Regions from separate parts of the Mus musculus genome. Here regions 1, 2, 4, 5, 6 and 7 are each linked to region 3. Evidence: chromatin contacts called from public Hi-C, HiCAR-type and promoter capture Hi-C data. All regions are on one chromosome and are shown on one strand. The core of a region is the stretch at or near the end of the contact, and the rest is flanking DNA. Distances in the headings are between cores, read along the strand shown.

The links. Promoter capture Hi-C pulls out the DNA fragments that hold promoters and counts their contacts. A called contact is a pair of places that touch in the nucleus more often than the background predicts. HiCAR-type assays count read pairs that join an accessible place to other places.
Region 1: a Hi-C map of myeloid progenitors shows a contact between it and region 3, with 4 times the contacts expected there. The contact joins the enhancer-like site here to the promoter of Lrp12 in region 3. A contact is called at or near these places in 3 of 39 promoter capture datasets (liver and pre-B cells), 2 of 484 Hi-C or Micro-C datasets (muscle stem cells and myeloid progenitors) and 3 of 115 datasets of contacts at active chromatin or transcription factors (acute myeloid leukemia, embryonic stem cells and kidney).
Region 2: a promoter capture Hi-C map of pre-B cells shows a contact between it and region 3. The contact joins the promoter of Atp6v1c1 here to the promoter of Lrp12 in region 3. A contact is called at or near these places in 7 of 39 promoter capture datasets (the 3T3-L1 cell line, 3T3-L1-derived adipocytes, hippocampal neurons and 3 more) and 3 of 115 datasets of contacts at active chromatin or transcription factors (bone marrow-derived dendritic cells, microglia and stem cell-derived neural progenitor cells).
Region 4: a HiCAR-type map of astrocytes shows a contact between it and region 3, with 3 times the contacts expected there. The contact joins the promoter of Azin1 here to the promoter of Lrp12 in region 3. A contact is called at or near these places in 3 of 39 promoter capture datasets (3T3-L1-derived adipocytes, hippocampal neurons and pre-B cells) and 3 of 115 datasets of contacts at active chromatin or transcription factors (acute myeloid leukemia, astrocytes and stem cell-derived neural progenitor cells).
Region 5: a Hi-C map of rod photoreceptor shows a contact between it and region 3, with 6 times the contacts expected there. The contact joins the promoter of Oxr1 here to the promoter of Lrp12 in region 3. A contact is called at or near these places in 8 of 39 promoter capture datasets (the 3T3-L1 cell line, cranial neural crest, embryonic stem cells and 4 more) and 1 of 484 Hi-C or Micro-C datasets (rod photoreceptor).
Region 6: a Hi-C map of uterus shows a contact between it and region 3, with 4 times the contacts expected there. The contact joins the promoter of Ubr5 here to the promoter of Lrp12 in region 3. A contact is called at or near these places in 1 of 39 promoter capture datasets (pre-B cells) and 1 of 484 Hi-C or Micro-C datasets (uterus).
Region 7: a contact with region 3 is called in a promoter capture Hi-C map of hippocampal neurons, with 7 times the contacts expected there. The contact joins the enhancer-like site here to the promoter of Lrp12 in region 3. A contact is called at or near these places in 13 of 39 promoter capture datasets (the 3T3-L1 cell line, 3T3-L1-derived adipocytes, the SN4741 cell line and 8 more), 1 of 484 Hi-C or Micro-C datasets (palatal mesenchyme), 6 of 115 datasets of contacts at active chromatin or transcription factors (the NIH/3T3 cell line, embryonic forebrain, embryonic limb bud and 3 more) and 1 of 9 other capture datasets (adipose tissue).

Annotation. Positions count from the first base shown.
Region 1 is chr15:41,783,289-41,785,988 of GRCm38.p6, reverse strand. All of the region lies in intron 3 of Oxr1 (oxidation resistance 1), which reads right to left. Among named protein-coding and RNA genes, the nearest start is that of Abra, 85 kb to the left of the region's middle. Within about 2 kb of position 1,383, at least 19 of the 459 cell types and tissues checked have an H3K27ac peak or open chromatin away from gene starts, as enhancers often do. A contact at or near this core is called in acute myeloid leukemia and myeloid progenitors, where this site is marked.
Region 2 is chr15:38,660,572-38,663,271 of GRCm38.p6, reverse strand. Atp6v1c1 (ATPase, H+ transporting, lysosomal V1 subunit C1) reads right to left here and starts at 1,368. Exons shown (of 13, transcript NM_025494.3): 1 at 1,189-1,368.
Region 3 is chr15:39,942,655-39,945,354 of GRCm38.p6, reverse strand. Lrp12 (low density lipoprotein-related protein 12) reads left to right here and starts at 1,361. Exons shown (of 7, transcript NM_172814.4): 1 at 1,361-1,751. The coding sequence starts at 1,673.
Region 4 is chr15:38,517,902-38,520,601 of GRCm38.p6, reverse strand. It overlaps Azin1 (antizyme inhibitor 1), which reads left to right and starts at 1,336. Exons shown (of 12, transcript NM_018745.5): 1 at 1,336-1,693.
Region 5 is chr15:41,446,125-41,448,824 of GRCm38.p6, reverse strand. Oxr1 (oxidation resistance 1) reads right to left here and starts at 1,343. Exons shown (of 17, transcript NM_001130166.1): 1 at 1,236-1,343.
Region 6 is chr15:38,077,457-38,080,156 of GRCm38.p6, reverse strand. It overlaps Ubr5 (ubiquitin protein ligase E3 component n-recognin 5), which reads left to right and starts at 1,303. Exons shown (of 59, transcript NM_001112721.2): 1 at 1,303-1,793. The coding sequence starts at 1,732.
Region 7 is chr15:41,081,376-41,084,075 of GRCm38.p6, reverse strand. All of the region lies in intron 5 of Zfpm2 (zinc finger protein, multitype 2), which reads right to left. Among named protein-coding and RNA genes, the nearest start is that of Gm46502, 91 kb to the left of the region's middle. Within about 2 kb of position 1,410, at least 7 of the 459 cell types and tissues checked have an H3K27ac peak or open chromatin away from gene starts, as enhancers often do. A contact at or near this core is called in embryonic forebrain and hippocampal neurons, where this site is marked.

The DNA of each region.
Region 1 (2,700 bases), core at 134-2,633, 1.8 Mb before region 3:
GACAGAGGCCACATTGATCCATTTGTATGATGGTCTTTGGGGTTTTCCTGATTTTATGCTTATTATTAATAATGTTGTAACCATCTCTGTATCTAAGTTTCTCTGCCGACATACTTCACTTGAGTATATACAAAAGTTGGAGGCCTTTTATCTCCCAATTTCAAAAGATAATATAAAATTACAAATTGTATATTGGTATAAAGATAGACATACATCAATTCAAATGGATTAAGCCTTAAGAAGTAAACTTTGTATGACATATTGGTTTTCAACAAGGATGCCAAAGCCATCTAATATGTGGGGTAGGAAGAAGAGGTTACTGTCTGCAACAAACAGTTCCAGAATGACTGGCAGCCCCATGACTGTTCCCTCATACCAAACACACATGTGAACTCGACATGGCTCAAAGAAGCAGCTATAAGTGCTAAAGCCTTCTAACTCTAAAGGAAAATGAAAGATGTAAGAAATCTTAAGTTCTTGGACTCTTACCATTGATACCCAAAGCTCTGATAACCTAAGCAAAGCTCCTGCTTGGAGTCAGTGAAATGCAGTTAGCAGACAATAAATGCCAATTTCTTTGATTAGAATAGCGGAGTTTAAAGGCATTTTGGTGACAGCAAAACTGCTGGTTTTTGTCCATGACAGGCAGGTGGGCATACAGCATGGTAGTTCCTGCAAAGGGCATCCACAGAATCTGTACACATTTGATAAAAGTTATGTTCCCTTCAATCCAGTCAGCATGAACACAAAGCTTCTTATACTAGGTCCTATTTATGTCTGAAATGGTGGGTTTTGGTTTACTATAGCACAACATTGAAAACACTTTAAATGGTAATAAACAAAGAAATAAGATGGGTATGTATTCAGAAATTCAAAACCCCTAGCTGCCTGTAACACCAGCTTGGGAAACTGAAGCAGGAGGATTGCTGAAGTCAGACTGAGCTGCATAGTAAGACTGACTCAAAGGGGGAAAGAGTTCTTCATATGGTTAGTAAAAAGAGTCTTAAATACACACACACACACACACACACACACACACACACACACACACACACACACGTAATTTCTAATGTGGAAAACAAGGCTGAGAGCACCTCTTATGGAACAAATTATAAAAAATTTTTGTTAGAACATAAGAAACTTGTGGGCCTAGGGATTAAAGACTTTAATGTCAGCTACTTGGGAGATTGAGATGGGAAGTTAAAAAGTTAAAAATCTGTCTGTCTTACAAAATGAGTTCAAAGCTAGGTTGGACCGCTAGTTGTGACTGTGTCTGAACACACACACACACACACACACACACACACACACACACACAGTGTATCTACACGGATGAGGGTATGGCACAATGGTTTAGTACTTCCCCAACGTATGGGGCCCTCAATTCAATTCCCTGTTACAGGAGAAAAAGTATTGGGGCAGGGGTGGTAACTTGTTCCTTTCTGGCACAAGTAACTTAGGTTAAGTGGGAGAGACTGAATTTTTATTGTTGTATAGTGTGTATACATAGCCTATTAAAATGTTTTCATAAGATAAAAAATATTTCAATGAGGTTATTCTGTCTTATAGGAAGTTGTGAGATTGTGCAATGTTAAATTGCTGTTACTCAGTGCTGGTCAAAATGTATTTAAGATAAAATGCTGTATTGCTTAATCATTAGTTCTTTCTGCAGAGAGTGCAAACCATTCTTTCTCTGCAAGGGTGATGTTTATATCAATTAAGGTCACTGGAATACTGTGCACATGGCTCAGAATGCAGTACTGCCTTCAGGACACAGGCCCTAAGGCCTCGCTACTAGTGGAGCCATGAGAAGCAACTGACCTAACCTCTCTGTCCTTTGGGCTCCATGCCTCTGAAGATAGAAATGTTGAGAAGATCTAATAAGAAAGCAGGAGCCAGGGCTGGGGAGATGGCTCAGGGGCAACGTGTGTGATATAGAAGCATGAAGAACTCAGTTCAATCCTCAGCATCCATTTAAAGAGCAGGCCACAGTGACACTTTTCATCCCAGTGCTTTCATTGGCAGGGGAATTGCTGGGGCTTGCTAGCCATCAAGTCTAGCTTGACTCAGGAGTCACAGGTCCCAGTGAAAGATCTTGTCTTTAAAAAAAAAGTGTATAGTTCCTGAAGAACAATTCCTATCCTATCACAAATGTGTGAACACACACACACACACACACACACACCTTCCATGAGTGTAGATGACTACCTGAATAAGGATATTAGTACCTTAGTAATTTTATCACTTTGTTATGACAATTATCATCTTGCTCAATGTACTAAGTAATTGTATGGGAAGCAAATACAAGGTCTGGAGAGATGGCTCAGAAGCTAAGAAAGCTTTCTCCTCTCCCACTCCCAGAACCCACATCGGTCATCTCATAACTATGTGAAACTCCTGTTCCAGTGGACCTGACACCCTTTTCTAGCCTCCAAGGGTACCTACTCACACGTGGCATACAACATACATAGACATAAAGTGACAGAGAAGGCATCACTAATTACATCGGCATTTTGTGTGCTCAGTTTAAAAATAATTATGACGTATATGCAGAATACTTAATGAGGAAAAAGTTACTTTTGATGGTGTAACACAGATTTGCATCAGTCAGAGAGTAAATTTTACCCTCTTGCCCTAAGTCTCAAATGCAATAGCCATATCTTATGCTTAGAGGAGAACTACACTGTCTTTTGCTTAGTG
Region 2 (2,700 bases), core at 119-2,618, 1.3 Mb after region 3:
CACTATTTATTTAGCTTTGGTTGGCTCTGCCTCCTAAGTGCTAGGACTAAAGGTTAGTGCTCTATCACACGCCAAATGCACGACTATTAAAACCTATCTCCTCTGAATCTGTCTGGAAGCTCTGACAGCAGAGTCCCTGTCTGCTTCCTAAACCTTAGCACTCCCATAGTATCAGCCATAGAGCATGCAGTATATGAACAAGTATCACCAGACTTCAAAACTATTTCCCACTTTTCCACAATGCAGCCTACTACAAAAGCCTGGCCTTTGGCACCCCTAAATCATGTCTTCTTCTCTCATCAGGCCCTCAAATAACGAGGCTTTCACTGAGTAAAAAGTTCTCCTCTGTTGCCTCCAATCCCACCGACTTGCCAAGACCCAAACTCAAGTTTTCTTTCCTCCAGGATACTTTTCTCCTCCTTCTGTTTTTACCAGTTCTATACAACCTCATCTTTCCCCTGTGACTTATCTTCCCACCATCAATGTGAACTTTTAGGGCTGGGCTATTCACACCCGACCATTTCATTCCCGGGGCACCACTAAGTACAGAGTAGACAATTTTCCCCCTGATAACATTTTTCCTCTGAAAAGAACACAAGCTTCCCTCTTATGCCTCATAGGTGATTCAATCTGCCTTATAAGAGACTCTGTCCACCAGTTCCTTTTCGGGGATGTTGTTTAACCTCCCCCAACCCCAATCTAGTGAAATGTTTTTAAGCTGCCTGTATTCCTGTTTCATCCACTGCCTACAATGACCCCCGTGTCCTCTGTGACCGCCCCCTGCCTGCAGTGGGCACCCCTTCCGCCCTGAAAACTGTAATCCCTTCTATTCACATACAGGCGTAAACACCCAGTGGAGACTGCACACACACGCCGGTGAACCCTGAGCCTCACCTGAGGCATTCTGTCACTGTCCACCTTCTCACAAGTGACCAGGACTCGCTGGGATTCCCACCCAAGAAGGACCCGAATGTACAACACTTCTCCCTTCTGCCACTGAGTTCCCCGTCTGGGCCCCTTCCCCCTCCTTCTTCTTCCAAAGACACCAACCCTAGGCCCTGAGATGCGGAGAGCCCGCACCCAGGCCGGTTGCAGGTCCGACGCCACAGTCTAGGCCCCCGCGCCGCCCCCATCCTTCCCCGGCGGCCACTGCAGCGTCAGCTCCCCGCAGGGCTATCGCTCACTGACCCGAGGTGTCTCAGGAGGCGGCGGCGGCGACAGGTGCGGAGGCAGGAAGCCTGGTAGACGTTAACCGCTCAGCGCTCCATCCCTCCCGGACCTAAGCTCCGGCCTTTCGGCTTCCTCGACCCCTGCGCCCAGAGCAAGTCACGTGCCAGCCGGAGCAGTCAGCTGACCGCGGCGCACGCCGCTCCGCCTACGCGCGCGCACCACTGCGCGCAATCACGATGCGGCCAGGCCTCCGGAGAAGGCGGGGCTGAGAGAGCGCGCAGAGCGGGCTTCCGGGTGGGCGGAGCTTGCCGCTCCTCCAGATGCACCTGCGGTGGTTGGCCAGCCACCAGAAAATTCCCGCCCACCCTAAAATTACCCACAGGTTTCAGCCATTCAGACTCCCCCAAGCTCCTGCACTGACTTCTGCACTGCAAGTTTTGACAGTCCAGGTTTCGGGGAAATTTTTTCTAATAATCCACTTCAGTAGTTTCATATTTTTCATCCAATCTGGTATCACTTCGTTCCATAAAGTGATAAAGTGTTCAGGTTTAGTTACTCAGCACCAAACATTGTTAATTAGTTTTTTAGAATTAGCTAGTGGAGTGACCCCCTTGCCAGGAACTCCAAACTGTCTGGTTTAGGGGTACCAAAATGGATACAGGAAGTCAAGAAAGGTTTATGGACAGGGAAAAACCATCAGCCTTGGGTTCCAGAAAAATAGATATCAACCTACTCTCACAAACCGTGCACATCTCATTGGTTGAGAAGTTAGGTGGTGCATATCTCAGCATTTTAGGTTGCATAGAGGATTGGGGACTTGTCTATTTTAATCGTTTTTAGATTTACAGCTTAGCAAAGTGAAGCTCCAGAGGTTATGGTTCTGTTTGCACAATGTGTGGGCACTCCTGGCTGTTCTTACTAGCAAGCGGAATAATAGATTTCCATTGTCAACCTGACTGGCTTTAGAATTGCTAGGAGACAAACCTCTTGGAGGGAGTTTCCAGCCAGGTTTAATGTAGGACATTCACCTCGAATATGGGCAGCAGCATCTTGAATGATAGGAACCAACACAGAATGTTTTTTTTTTTTTTTTCGAGGCTTAGAGAGATGGCTCTGAGGTTAAGAACACATACTGCTCTCACAGAGGATCTGAATTCCTTACTGGCACCCACCTGGAGTGCCTTGTGACTCCAGCTACCTCCAGGAGATCCGATTGGCTTCATCTGGCCTCCTGCAGAACCTGTAATCATATGCACTCCCAGGAAGACAAAACACTCATACACATAAATACAAATAAAATTAATCTTTTAAAAATGATAAATAGGATTAGAGAGAGAAGGTTCAACAGGTAATGGGGCACTAACCACCAAGACTGATGGCCTGAATTGTATCCCCAGAACCACAAAGTGTATTCTGCAAGATAGCCTCCCATCTCCACATGCAAGCTGTAGTACCCACAAATAAATAAATGTAATAAAATTGTCAAATAAATAATCTTTTTTTAAAGGAGAAAGCTAAGCATCAACATTC
Region 3 (2,700 bases), core at 112-2,611:
TACAGTCTACTTTTTCATTGTGTTTGTGGCCTGACACAAATTCAATGAACAGAAAAAGCTCTGGGAAAAAACAAAAAACAAAACAAACAAACAAACAAAAACAGCGATCAGAGTGTAGTGTCATAAAACAAGGAATCATATCTGCTGATTGCAGAATCAGGAACAACAAAATTGCTGTGTTCTCAAAAAAGAATAGAAAAAAAAAATCCCGGTTCAGGACTTTTGTTTATTGCCATCTTGTAAAAGATTTCTTAAGCATTAACTTTTCTCTTCTGACATATAATTTCAGGGGGTCACTAAAGGGTCAAATAAGCAAGAGATACAGGAAAACTCTAATGTACCTCCCCAGGCATATACTAAAATTTAATGTAACTGATGGGTACTAAGCATTTTGCTTGAGTTTCCTGCTAGTGTGAAAGTGCTTGACTTTGGGATGGGGGAAACAAAGTCCGTAGATTTACTTGATAACTCCTTTGGGATAATTTAACCTCTTTGAGTCTCATTAGCTTATCTAAAACGTGGATAATATTCATCTCACAAGATTGTCGGGAAACAAAGATAGCCTGTGTCAACAGTACAGCATAGGGCACTGCTGATCTTCAGCGAATAGTGGACAGTGCCTGTAAATGGCAAGGACAGCAGGCAAAACAGTGCAGACGACACTTTAAAAAGGTGGAAGTGCCAGTGTGTCACTACAGACAGAAGCTCTATGGGTACTTAAGGGAAAGAAGTGTCATACTTGTTAGGAGCTGAGAAGAGGCTTAGGGCGGGGGGGGGCGGGGGGGGGTCAGGGATATCCCTCTTTCCACGTCCCAGGTCCACTCCACCCCACCCGAGTGTCAAAAGGGTCTCCTGCGTCTTCCCTGCCAGATTAGAAGCACAGACCCTGTAGCCCGGCCGGATGTATCCCCAGATCCTTTGGCTGAGATTCTACATCAGGTTATCCACAGGGACCTACGACCCATTCACTCTTTCAGAGCCAAATTCAAGCGGAGCCGGCAAGGTCGGGGGTCTTAGCAACGGACTTCTAAGTTCCCACCCCTCTTCCCTCCACGCGTAGCTCATCAGCCTAGAGGATCTCCGGGGAGGGCACAACACCAAGGCCGGGGACTGCGGCGGAGCTCGGTCAGAGCACATCCCCGCCGTCCCGCTCCCCCCTCCTTACTCCCCACTCCAGCCCTCGAGCCCCTGGAACCCAGCGGCCGGCGTTCGCGTGCTCGCACATCGATTGGCACTGCCTCGCTACTCCGGCTCCAGGCGCGGCGAAATCCGCCCGAGCTCGGCCGAGTCCAGGGAAGCGCGGGGCGGGAACCAAGACAGGCGGGCCAGGGGATTGCCGAGTGCACGGATGAGCGCCGGTGCCGGCTCGCGCTCAGTCTGGCGGGTGGCGGCGCCGGCTGGTTGTGCGGCGCGAGGCCGGAGCCCCGCAGTTGCCGGCCCTGTCGCCTGCGGCTGGCGCGCGCGCTGCGCGTCCCTGCCCCCGGGAAGGCCGGCCCGCTAGGGGCTCGCGCGACCGACGCAGGGCCGGCGGGAGGGAGCGCGCGCGGGCGGCCCCGCCCCTCCCCCTCCGCCGCCGCGGAGCGCGCAGGGAGCAGCCAGGGGCTCGGCGGCGGCGGCGTCTGGCCCCAGCTCCTCCTCCTCCATCTCCTCGCTCCCTCCATCTGCCGTGGGTATGGCCCGTCGCTGGAGCACAAAAGAGTCTCAGCGGCGGGGGTCGGCGTGGCTCTTGCTTTTCCTCGCTGGGGTGTACGGTAAGTGTCCACCTCCCTGCGCCCCTCTGACCGAACAAAGCTGGGGCGACCCCGGGGGCCCCCCGGGCCTCCAGGACGGGCTGTGCTTGGGCGACCCGGGGAGACCTGGGTTGCCGACGGGACAAAGACCCACGCGGGATGGTGCGGGGAGGGTTGTCTGCCCGCGGGGATGCTGGGGTCCTCTGGCCGCCGCCGATCCTTCGGAGCGATGGAGGCGGGCCGGTCCGAGCCAGGGGTCCCTGCGGAGCGACGGCGTGCGGGAAAACTCCCCAGCCCGGCGCGAGGCCCCCGGCGGCTCGCTCCTCTAGCGCTCGCTGCCGGCTGTACAGTCCTCGCGCACAAAGATGTGACCGTGAGACTACGAAGGGGAGGTCGCCTCCGGGACGGTCCTGTCCCAGATCCTTCCCGAGGCAGGAAGTTCTCTTCTCAGTGAAATTGCTGTCGTGCCCATCTCTCTTAGTCCCCATTCCCTCCAAAAGCACCCCGATTGCTTCCTTCCCACCCCTCCACCTCTGCGCCTGGGGCTCTGTGGGTCTCGGGCGTGTAGGATCTCGTTCCCCAGTAGCTGCACTGGAGAGAAGGCCAGAAAATAGTTTCCAGCCCCACCTCAGTCTTTCTCTATTGGGACGTACAAGTCTGCCTTGACTCCCAGTTCACTTATCATTTCATCTGTGCCCTCTGATGCTGTTGTGACTCTTGCCTCATTCCGGTCTGCGATCTGGTTAGGGACACTACTTTACGGATTGCAGTCTGATTGTGTGTCACGACCGTGCTTTGTATGAACTAGAACTAAAGGAAATTAAGAGGACTGCTCACCACTGAGACCTCAGCTTGGGCTCTGACTTCACCATTCTTAGTTCTCATGAGTTAACTCCTTGAATGGATATTGCAGAGAACACAATTAACATTTCCATTTTGGAGTAATGGTTTGATTTCTCCAGAAAAACAA
Region 4 (2,700 bases), core at 87-2,586, 1.4 Mb after region 3:
AACTCAAGAGATCCATCAGCTTCTGCCTTCTTATGCTGGGATTAAAGGCATGCACCACCTCATCCAGCTAGAAAAAGGATTTTAAATATAAGGGGAGGGGGGAGGCTACATCCGTCATTTTACTTTAGTAATAAAAGTTTATTAAATAATAGAGAATAGAGAAAAAACGGCCGGGCAGTAGTGGCGCACGCCTTTAATCCCAGCACTTGGGAGGCAGAGGCAGGCAGATTTCTGAGTTCGAGGCCAGTCTGGTCTACAGAGTGAGTTCCAGGACAGCCAGGGCTATACAGAGAAACCCTGTCTCGAAAAACTGAAGAAAAACAAAACAAAACAAACAAGATTAGAGAGAAACCCTGGTGTGGTGGCACGTGCCTTTAGCAGGAGCACCTAGGAGCACCTATATACCAGGCAGAGTTCAAGGCTAGCCTGGTATATAGAGGGAGTTCCAGGACAGCTTGGGTTGCACAGAGAAAGCCTTTCTGGAGAAACAAAACAAAAGAATAAAAAAAAAGAATGACTTCAAACGAGAAATGCAGAGGATTAAAGAGATGTGCCTTTAAGTCATGTAACTTCAGCAACACTGGCCCCGCTTTAATAGGGCTGGGTCTGACTGCATCAACCCTTTTTGAAAATGAAGACAAAGAAAGAAAAGCCACATTTAAAAAAAAAATCTACTGCACCATATTGCAACATGCGAACACGGAGGAACATTCTGGTACGATCAAAGCCTCAGTAACCACACCGGACTGGTTCTTGCTGGCCACGGGGAACTCATTTTCATAACGGAGCTCCGCAACCCATGGAGAGGCGGGAACCTCTCCCTCGGAATACAGTCCCCGGGCATAGTATACAGTTGTTACATAAACTAGTGCACCGAGAAAGCCCCGTGATGGCGCACACCCTCCTCTCCTAAAATACTGGAGTCGGTAAGCCGAGGACCCAGGACGGTCCCGAAGGCTGCCGTCAGCATGGACTAGCTGCCGGCTCACAAAGCGGATCGTTGGCTGCTAGCGTGGCGCGCAGGCGCCGCAAGGGCGAGGGCGCGATCCGCGATCCGCTGGGCCGCGCGCCCTCTGCCCCGCCTACGAAACTAGCAGCCCGCTGGGGAGCGGCTGCAGCGCGAGGGCGGGAAGCGAGCGCCGGGCCAGCACCTGCCAGGCCCGGTGGTCCCGCCCTTCGGCCCCCTAACTGCACAAGGCTGTCCTTCCCCTTCCGCCCCTCCCACATTCCCCGGCGGCACAGGCCCCACCCCCGTCGTGCGGCCGACCGGCCGTCTGTGACGTCAGCAGCCCCCGCCCCCCTGAGTATAAATACTGGCGTCTCTGGCACCGCCTTCCCACACTCTCTGGCTCAACTCTCGCCGCGGTGTTTCCGTTTTTCTCTCTGGTTGTCTCCTGCTCTGCTCTTCTCATCCTTCTCGCTCTGCTGCTCTGCGGAGTGACGAGGCTGAATCCTCTCCCCACCCAGTTCGCGCCTTTCTTCTTTTTCTCGCGCCGCTCCATTTCTCCAGTTCGGCTGCCGCCGCCACTGCTGCTCAGCTGGTGTCGGTGCCGCGCGTTTCCCCCACGTCGTCCCCGCAGCCTATGGCCCAGGCCGCCTTGGGTATTTCTGCTCAAGGTAACCACATCCCTCTTTAAAAATTCCGCCGAAAAAGAGAAGACGCTTTACCCGACTCTTTGGGCCGTTATCTCACGTGAGTACCGGACTTAGGGGCGCGGGAGGGTCCGGCGCCTGGGCTGGGCCACGCCGCCCTCGGTGTCCCCGCAGTGCCCCGCAGCCGGCGGCCTCGAACATGGCGGCCGGCGGCGTGTGTGGCGGCTGCCGGTGGCCCGGGCGGCGGCCGGCGCCTCGCGACCCAGGGCGGCAGCCGACAGCCGCGGTTGAGCGAGGGGGCGTGTGCGCGTGGGGCCGCGCTCGGGGGCAGGCTGGCGGTGGTCGCTGTTCCCTCTCGGCGGCATGCGGCCCCCACCCCACTCCCGTGGTGCATTGCTGTTTCCGGGGAGGGGGTCCGGCGGCAGCCTGGAGGGCTGGGGGTCCCATCGCCCTCTCCCTGTCTCAGTGCCTGCAGGGGGTTGTGGTGCGGAGTGGACGGGCTGCGGCGGCCGGGGCTCCGGGTTATGAATGGAGCGGGGCGGGCCTCGAGCCGGCATCTGGTGACAGCTGGGAGGAGGCTGGATTCTTGCGGGCGGGAGAGGGGGTGCGGAGTGCGCGCTCCCCCTCTGGCGGTGGAAAGTTGACCTCACTCGGGGCCGGCGGCGGGGAAGCCCCGGTGTCAAGTAGCAAGCGAATAGGCCTTTGGCCCTTTCTGGAAACCTCGGCGCTGCTGACCCGCCCCTGCGGCTCTCCTGATTGGGCCAAGTCGCTTTCACTTACCCCAGTCACCTCCTGAAGCCTGGAGATTAGTCACCATGGCTTCGTTTTCTGGTCCTAGCTGTGATCGCGGGGCAGAAAGAGGGCGAAGGGTAGGTTGATGCGGCTTATCAAGGACTCTGTTGGCTGCCAGCGGTTAGTAGTGTTTAAACGTTTTATGGTATTAAGTATCATGAACGTGTGTTACTGGCTGAACGAAGCAAGCAGTTTACACTGTTTACAGCCTCAGGATGTTTGAACAGATTGAACTCAGTTTTGTGGTGGATATCTTAGGTTGTTCTTGTCCTGTGGTGTTTTACCATTAATATATGCACAGCCTGGGTGAGAGCT
Region 5 (2,700 bases), core at 94-2,593, 1.5 Mb before region 3:
AATCCTGTCCTGGACCACGTCCAGAGTCCTGATCTCCCAGTCGTGGAGACAGACTGCACAGCTCGGAGGACCCCTGGCCTGCACCACGCACCTGCAAAGCGCATGCATGTACACCCCCTGCTGCGTGTTGCACGCTGCAGACTTCTACCTTACTAACCAGCCCAAAACACAAATTCCCCCTCCCCATAGGAGACTAGGGATCCCCTTGGCCTAGAACACACACCACTCCCCCTCTGTGTAACGCACAAACCCAGCCCCACATTGCTTAAAAGGAACCCGGATACACAATCCGGTAAGCGAAAGCACTGGTGGCTCCCCTTAAGTGACTACCTTCCTCCCTGCTTCATCTCTGTCCAGGATCCTAGGAGCCTCCAAACCAGATAGGAGATGGAAGAGGAACCTCAGAGAAGTACCTCTAAACCTCTACCATGGGACTTGACTCACGGAAGCCTCCAACCCTATGCACAGGTTTGCAACTCCCCTTCCTCCCTATCCTAGGCATGAATCTACCCCACTCCCTGCTCACATTCCCCCATATCCCTCATCACCTTTCCAGCCCTCCCTTCCAGGCCACTTTCTAAACCCGCTGGTTCTCACAACGTGTTGCCTCACACACTCCCTCCGGAGGCTTGAATTAAATCTGCCTCTTTCCATCATATCTACCTAAGCTTGTTCTGATTCCCCGAATTAACCAAGTTCACCCGCCCATCAGGCGCCCACTGACCCTTCCACTGGCGTCCTTTACTCTCCTACAAATCCGCTTTTCACACGCCCCACTTTCCATCTATCTCCCCTTCTGTCATCCTGGTTCAGGACACACCGCCCTTCTATTTTGCTCTCTGACCCTCTGTCAGTCCTAGGGACACCACTTTCCCTTTTTGGCTGTTCCCAGGCAGGTCCCTGCTCTCCAAACCTTCCCTTCCCCATCGGGCACTAGCCGGCTCCTGGCCTGCCGGGTCCGCTCCCTCATCCGCGGTCCTTCTTCCTTCCAGAGTGACCCACACCTGAACCCTGAGCCAGTCCTACCCTCCGGGGTCTGCTCATTATAGCTTTTGCTAGAGCATCCTTGTAAGCAGGAGCTCTCTACCTGCCCAGCGGTTGGGAGAAGCGCGGGACTCCGGAGGCAGAAGGCTGCCCGCTCTCCGGGTGTCCAGGCGCTCTTCCCGCTCGCCATCCCCAGCTCCCCCAGCGCCTAGCCCTCGCCCCGGCGGCGCCCAGCAGCCGCACAAACTTACTTGCGGGTCGGCGGGAGGGGGCTGCGGCGAGCGGTGCGAGCCCCGTAGCGGCGAGTGCGCCCCTCTCGGTGGGGCCGGGCGGCGCTGGCACTGCGCTCCCGCGGCCGCGCGCGGACTGCGCTCAGCCTGACGCAGCCCAGCTCTGCCCCCACCGCCGTCGCCGCCGCCGGGGCCGCGGAGCGCTTGCAGACTTGCTCAGTTTCCGGACCTGCCCGCGTGGAAGCTACCAAGAGCCATCCGCGGCGGGGGAGGCGGCGCCGAGCTGCAGAGCGACGGCCACGAGCTGGAGGCGACCACGCCGGCGGCTCCGGGAAAAGGGGGGGCGAAGCCCTGCTAAAAATAGCTCCTGCGGAAGGAAGCTACCGGCTGCCAGCGCACCCCCTTTCCGCGCGTCCCCGCAGCGAACTCTCGGGCTCCGGGAGCTGGCGTCCTCCTGGACCCCTGCCCTGGGAAACCGTGCCCCAAGAACAGACACCTGCCAGGGTAGCCAGAGCAGAGTCCCAACTCCAGGCTGCGGGGTATGGCACCCCTTCCCGTCCCCGGTCCCCAGAGCTGCCCAGCAGCCCTAGCCTCAGGGCCTTAGACAGAGACATCGAGAAGATACTGGTCTGAAATTATGGGAAAGCTCCTCTGCTACTGACTTACCAAGAGGAAGAAAAAAGTTTTCAGGGTTATTCTGGTGGAATTGGAACGAGAAATCAAGGAAGGCGGGCAAAATACAAAGATCTGGCCAAAGGGTGAAGGTATGGGGCTGTGGGTTGAAAGGGGCTCTGGAAAGATCTCCTTAAATACAAGAGTAGGCTGGGCTTCTCCCCGACTTCTATTTCCGCAGGATTTTACATAATTAGTTGACACTCAGCCTGACCTTGGAGGCACTGTTCCTGTTGCCTGAACTGTAATTTACTTTCCCTGCCTGCTGCCTTCTACTTCCACCGCTCCCACCTTTCCAACTCTGCCTGGGAAATTATGAGAGAGGAGTAGGGGTAGGGGCCAAAGTACAACTAGGTAGACTGGACCTCGGCCCTTTCTTGAAGGAAGTCGGTCCCTTTGCCAAGATGAGACTGCATCAATCCGACCAGCAAATCAGCCCAAAGGCCTCTCAAAACCTGGTAGTGAGTGGGTTCTCACTATTAATCTCCAGGATACCCCACCTCAATTGCTGACAACTAGTGTTATCTCTTCTCTCCTTTGAAAGTGAAACGTCCATCAGTCTGTAAAACGAAAGCCAAGAGGAAAGGGGAGGAGGAAATATTTATACTGAAAAGGAAAAGAAATGAATTTGAGAAAAGCATAGTGATGTACATGCATTTCGTAATGAAACCCATTATTTTTTACCCTGAAAAAATCAATAAAGATTTCAATTATAAGAATGAGATGTTCACATATTTCCTGGGTCAAGTTATAGTTTTAGCTTTTTCTCTGGAAGTCACCAAATTAGATTCATCAGTTAAGAATTCATTGCTTT
Region 6 (2,700 bases), core at 54-2,553, 1.9 Mb after region 3:
CTTGACATACAGTATTTAGACCCAGTGTATAACAAAATGCTGTAACTGGGTAAATAATTAAGGCCACTTGGTTAAGTAGCAGAATCAGGACTGAAATTCTACTTTGTCTGACTCTAGAACCAGCAGTGTCCATCACACGGACTTGAGGGGAAAAAAAAATCAAAGTAGCAATTACAGGATGGTTGGTAGTCATGGGATGCAGCGCTTTCAGTGGCTTAACTCACTATTAATTGACTGACACAAGGTCTTACTGTGTAGTTCTAACTGGCCTGGAACTCTTAGATCAGGCTGGCCCACAACTTAAGATGTCTGTCTGCCTCTGTCTTCTGAGTGCTGGGACAAAGGTGTGCATCATTGACCAGCCTTGAACACTTTGTAGTTTATCTAGGTGAAAACTGGAGCTGATGGCCAACTAAAAATTATTCCTTATCTGTCTCATGGTGTACCCAGTAAATCTTGATATCTAATTTTTCATGTATTCTCAAAAGAACTTCCTAAACTAAAGAAGAGAAGAAAACTGCTCTGCTGTGCAATCATTAATGTTGTATACCCGATTTAACGAACGACTGTTACAGACTGGAGAAGAGGCTTCATGCTTTCAGCGGAATTCGATATTTCGAAAGGATCACAGAAAACTTTAAGAGGGAAACTGTACCGGTTCGGGAGTGAGGGTACGCGGAGGAGGAAGAATTTCATAAGTTGTAGTTCTGATACCCCAGGTCACAAGAAATCTCCCTACAACAGATGCATATCATCTTTCATTAAAGTATACACACACACAACCACCCCCATATAAAAACCACACGAATAACTAAAAAGTGGAAATTTCCACGTTGCACGATGGTAGTGCTGATGAAAGCTGCTACACAGTCACTTCCAAGATCCTACTATCAGGTTTTGATAAGGCTCTTACGTAACTGCCTGCCGTAGGAAGCGGAGCATCTCTGGTTCCTCGGGGTACATTTCTCTTAAGTATAAATGCGGCTGGAGGACGAGAAACAACAACAAGCCATTCGCATATGCACAACCATTAGGGATCCGGGAGGAAAAGAAACCCGGCGCGCGTGCCCTTTCGCCCGGCTTCCCGAGCACGTGCTCTCTGGAACACGCCGCCCCGCCCCGGGGGGCCGGGCTCGCGGCCCAGCGCGCCAATAGGCGAGCACCTTACAGCACCGTGGCCCGACAACGTTAAGCGGCCCAATCGCTGGGGCCCGGCCGCCCGTTTCCCGGAGCCCCGCCCCGCGCGCAGAGCCCCGCCCCCGCGGCCCCGCCCTCCGCCCCTCCCCCGCCGATCGGCGCCCAGGCTGCGAGACGGAGAAACTGGGGCAGAAGTGAAGATGGCGGCGGCGGCGCTGGCGGCGGCGGTTCGTCGCCAGTGACGCGCGCTGCGGGCTGCTGTCCCTCCCCGCTCCCCGCGTCCGCCGCGTCCGCCCCGGCACCTCTCCACCCGCCGCTCGCCGCGCTCCGGGCTGCCCTCGTCCGTGCGCGCCGTGGCCGGCCGAGCGGGCGGCGCGTTGATCCGCCCTCCCGCCCGCCGCGCCGGGCCGCCGGGCCGCGGACACACGCTCGGCGGGGAGGCGGCGGTCCCTGCGCGCTCGCGGCCCTCCGTTTGGGGACCGGGAGGAGGAGGCGGTGGCGGCGGCCGTGGGATCCGGGGACGGGAAGGGGATCGGGGGGCCGGACGACAGCGGGAGCGGCTCGTTCCCGGGAGCGGGGCGCGCAGGCGGTACCATGACGTCCATCCATTTCGTGGTCCACCCGCTGCCGGGCACCGAGGACCAGCTCAATGACAGGTAATGGGGCGGGGGAGGGGCACCTCCCTCCTTTTTCCCCTCCCCCACGGCCGCGCCGGGGGCCCTACCGCCCCCTGTAGGCCCGGTGTGGGCCAAACTTGGGAGCCTCGGGCCGCGGGGCGGGGGCCGGCGCGGTGTGGACGCGGCTGCGGTGTAGACGGCCCGGCGCGCTGCCCCCTCCCCCTCCCGCGAGGAGCCTCGTTGAACTCGGCGGAGCCGGGGGCTCCCGGCCCAGGCCCGAGGAATCCATATTAGTCAAAGTTGAATTGAGACAGACAATGCGGATGGGGGATGGTGGAGGTGGAAAAGAGAGGGAAGAGGAGCGGCGGGTTCGGGGGCTCCCGCGAGTCGTGTCCCGGGGGCTGGGTTTCCCCGGGGAGGCGGGGTGGGGGTGGGGGAGAGATTCCCGGCAGACCGCGGGTTGGGAGGGGGAGGAGGGAGGGAGCGCCATGATTATTGTTATTATTATTAGATTTGAGCCCCTGCAGTGAGGTTGACTGCCCCGGGAGGGGAATGAAGTCAGGCGGGGGTTGGGGAAGTGGATTGGATTCCCTTTGCTCTCCTTCCTTCGCCTTGGTACTGCCAAACTGCTCCTGGGCCCCTGCGGTGAGAGCCTTTTTGTTTCCTTTTTTATTCTAATGATAGTGTTTTCTGGAGTTGTAATTTGACAGCTGAAAACCGTGAGTGGAGTGTCAAAGGAAAATTCTTCGGTTTGCAGTTCGCAGTGCTGCTTAACGCGCTGTGAATTTCTGGGTTGGGTTTGTTACGGGCAGAGGAGGAATTTTGATTTAAAATATTTGAAAAATCTCTTAAGGCTGTTTTGATTTGGATTTTTTTCCCCTTCGCTCTGCCACTGTGTCTTACCACTTTAGGATATTGAATTGAGTTGCAGGGCCACATGCTCACT
Region 7 (2,700 bases), core at 161-2,660, 1.1 Mb before region 3:
TTTCGACAGGACCCACAAAACTCACTTCGTTAAGCTGCAAAGCAAAACTAAATAGAGATGAGCTGTCAGTTGGCTTCTCAGACATCACATGAATGTTCTTCGACGAATAGTCTGAACACTTGAGGTTACAAATTACTATGGCCATATGCACCACACAGACCCCTTGTAAAATGCTAGTGAGACTCTTTCATAAGCACGCTAAACTGTAGCATCTTCAAGAAACACTTTTTTTTTTTTTTTTTGCACAGTAAACCAACTTCTCAGATCACAGGACTTGTCATTCTAAATATCAGAGGTTTTTATCACTTAGCATAAACTCATCAGGAAATACTGGTCCGAATGGAGTTCAGAAACAAAGAAATGTGGTCATTTTTCTTATTTCAAAGGAATTAGCTGTAAGAAATCAGAAGCACTGCCGCCTTAGGTAGTTTCTGTGACAGGAGGCTACGTAACGCTCCGCTCCGTGCTTGCTAACTCGTGTTCTCCCCGAAGGCTTTCCTTGGCTTCCTCTTGTAAAGGATTCTCACTAGATCTTTTCACTCTGGAATGGAATTCACTCTACTTGTTTGCTCGCTCTTCTCTCTCTCTCTCTCTCTCTCTCTCTCTCTCTCTCTCTCTCTCTCTCTCTCTCTCCCTCTCCCTCTCTCTCTCTCCTCTCCCCTCTCCCCTCTCTCCCTCTCTCCCTCCCTCTCTATCTATCTATTCTTTCCTTTAAGAAAGTGTTTCTTATGGAGATTTCCTTTTTCTTCTTCTAGGAAGTATGTAGAGCCCCTTTCAGAAAATTGAACTGAGTAATTAAGCTCAGATTCTGATTCCTGTTGAAGTGTACGGGCAGAAAGTTTTGCCCTGTAAACAAAAATGGATTCAGAATTTTCTGAAAACATTGTGAACTAAGGGTTTAGAAGATATAAGACTCAGCAATGAAGCAAAGACATTTGTATGAATTTTTTTCATTTATTTATTATTAATTTATTTATTCACTTTACATCCAGATTGCAGTCCCCCATCAGTCCCACCCTCACAAACCCATCCCTTCATTACCCCCTCCCCTTCTCCTCAGAGAAGGAGAAGTCCACCGTGAGTACTAACCTGTCCTGGCACATCATGTTGCACCAGGACTAAATGCACTCACTCCCATCGAGGCCAGTCAAGGCAGCCTAGCTAGGGTAAGGGGGCCCAAAGGCGGAGCAAAAGGATTCTTATAGTCTTTAGCATTCCTGGGGTGTGGACTGTGTTTCCTAAGGTCTGCTATGGTTGGACTCTGCAGCAACTTACACCAGCACATGATGTCAGCCATCAGACTAAATAGTCCTGGCCATCCAGATTTCAAAGGACCAGTCAAGGGGTGACATTGCACTGAAAGAGCAAGCTGTCAAGAATTTTACCCGCTGCTGATAAACTGATTATAGAGCTGCTTAAGACTCTGCTTGTAAACAAAAGCATTTATCAACTAATAATTTGCAATAAACTCATGCAACTCCCAGCTGAGCCCCTAACTGTAATTGTCTTTACCATCTGCCTATTAAAATACCATTCTTCATCAGCAATCAGGAGCAGAAGGGAGGAAATCTCCACCAAAATACACAACTTGCAAGCTTATGAATAATCGGAGTGCATTCTGCACTTTCATTTCTGACTTGTGTGTTGGGTGTTCTTAATTTAAATTCTTGCCCAGCCTGGGAGGCTCAGAAATCAGGTGGAGGGGAAAAGAGGAGGGGAGGGGGAACTGACACACTGTGCCTGCTGCTCTGCAGAGGCATAAATTATACAAGTTCATCATAGGAGGCTGTTTTTAATTTCTTTTTCCCTCTTTCCATTTCTCTGTGTAATATGCATTGCAGGATCACAATGAAGCTCCCTTAAGCACCAGGCTAGAAATGAGCCTCTCAGTGCCTCTGTCAACTTGTCCATTTCTATTAGACTTCTTTGTTTTGCCTTTCTATTTATTTATTTTTTTAATTCCCAGAAAGTAATCGATTTTTCTCTAGGGAGCTAGATCAAAAGTGTGACACCAGTGGATGAGGTGAAAGACTGGCATCCCCTGCAGCAACTGGTCAGATCCCTGGAACAGAAATGCCAGCATTTGGCAGGAACCTGAGTTTTCAGCCTTGATTTGCAATCACTCAGAGATACTGCCCAGTTACAGCTCTCGTTGTGTCCTGTGTCCTGTGTGCTAGGAGATGTCCTGTACACGTCACCTCTGAGAGATGGGCTTCAGCATCAGCCACATGAAGCACTCAGAACTCCCCTAAGTGATGATCTTAAGAGATCTGTGGGCAAAAGCAGCCAGGAGAGGGGATTGCATCTTTCTGCAAGCCATCTTTAGTCAACATATTCCATACCTTGGTAAAGTTTATTAGCTTTTAAATATATTTACCCAAATGTTCTCCTAACAAAACATGATACTTATCAAAAAAAAAAAAATCCCAACAACCATACAGTATTAAGCAATCTGTGATGCTTGGAAAATTAAAAATTATAAGTACTATGCATTATTTTCATGCTCTTTTGTTGCCCAGAGCATGTTTCCTGTTTCAGTGTTTCTCTCTTCTCAGGGAGCATTTTATCTGTCCATAAAAGCTCAGTAATTCTGAAGGAGATCATGGGTCGAATGTGTCCTACAGTAAACAATGGCTATCATTTGTAATTAGGGTTCAAGTTCTAAAGATGACAATGTGTGTTGGGTTTTCTTATTGCAAC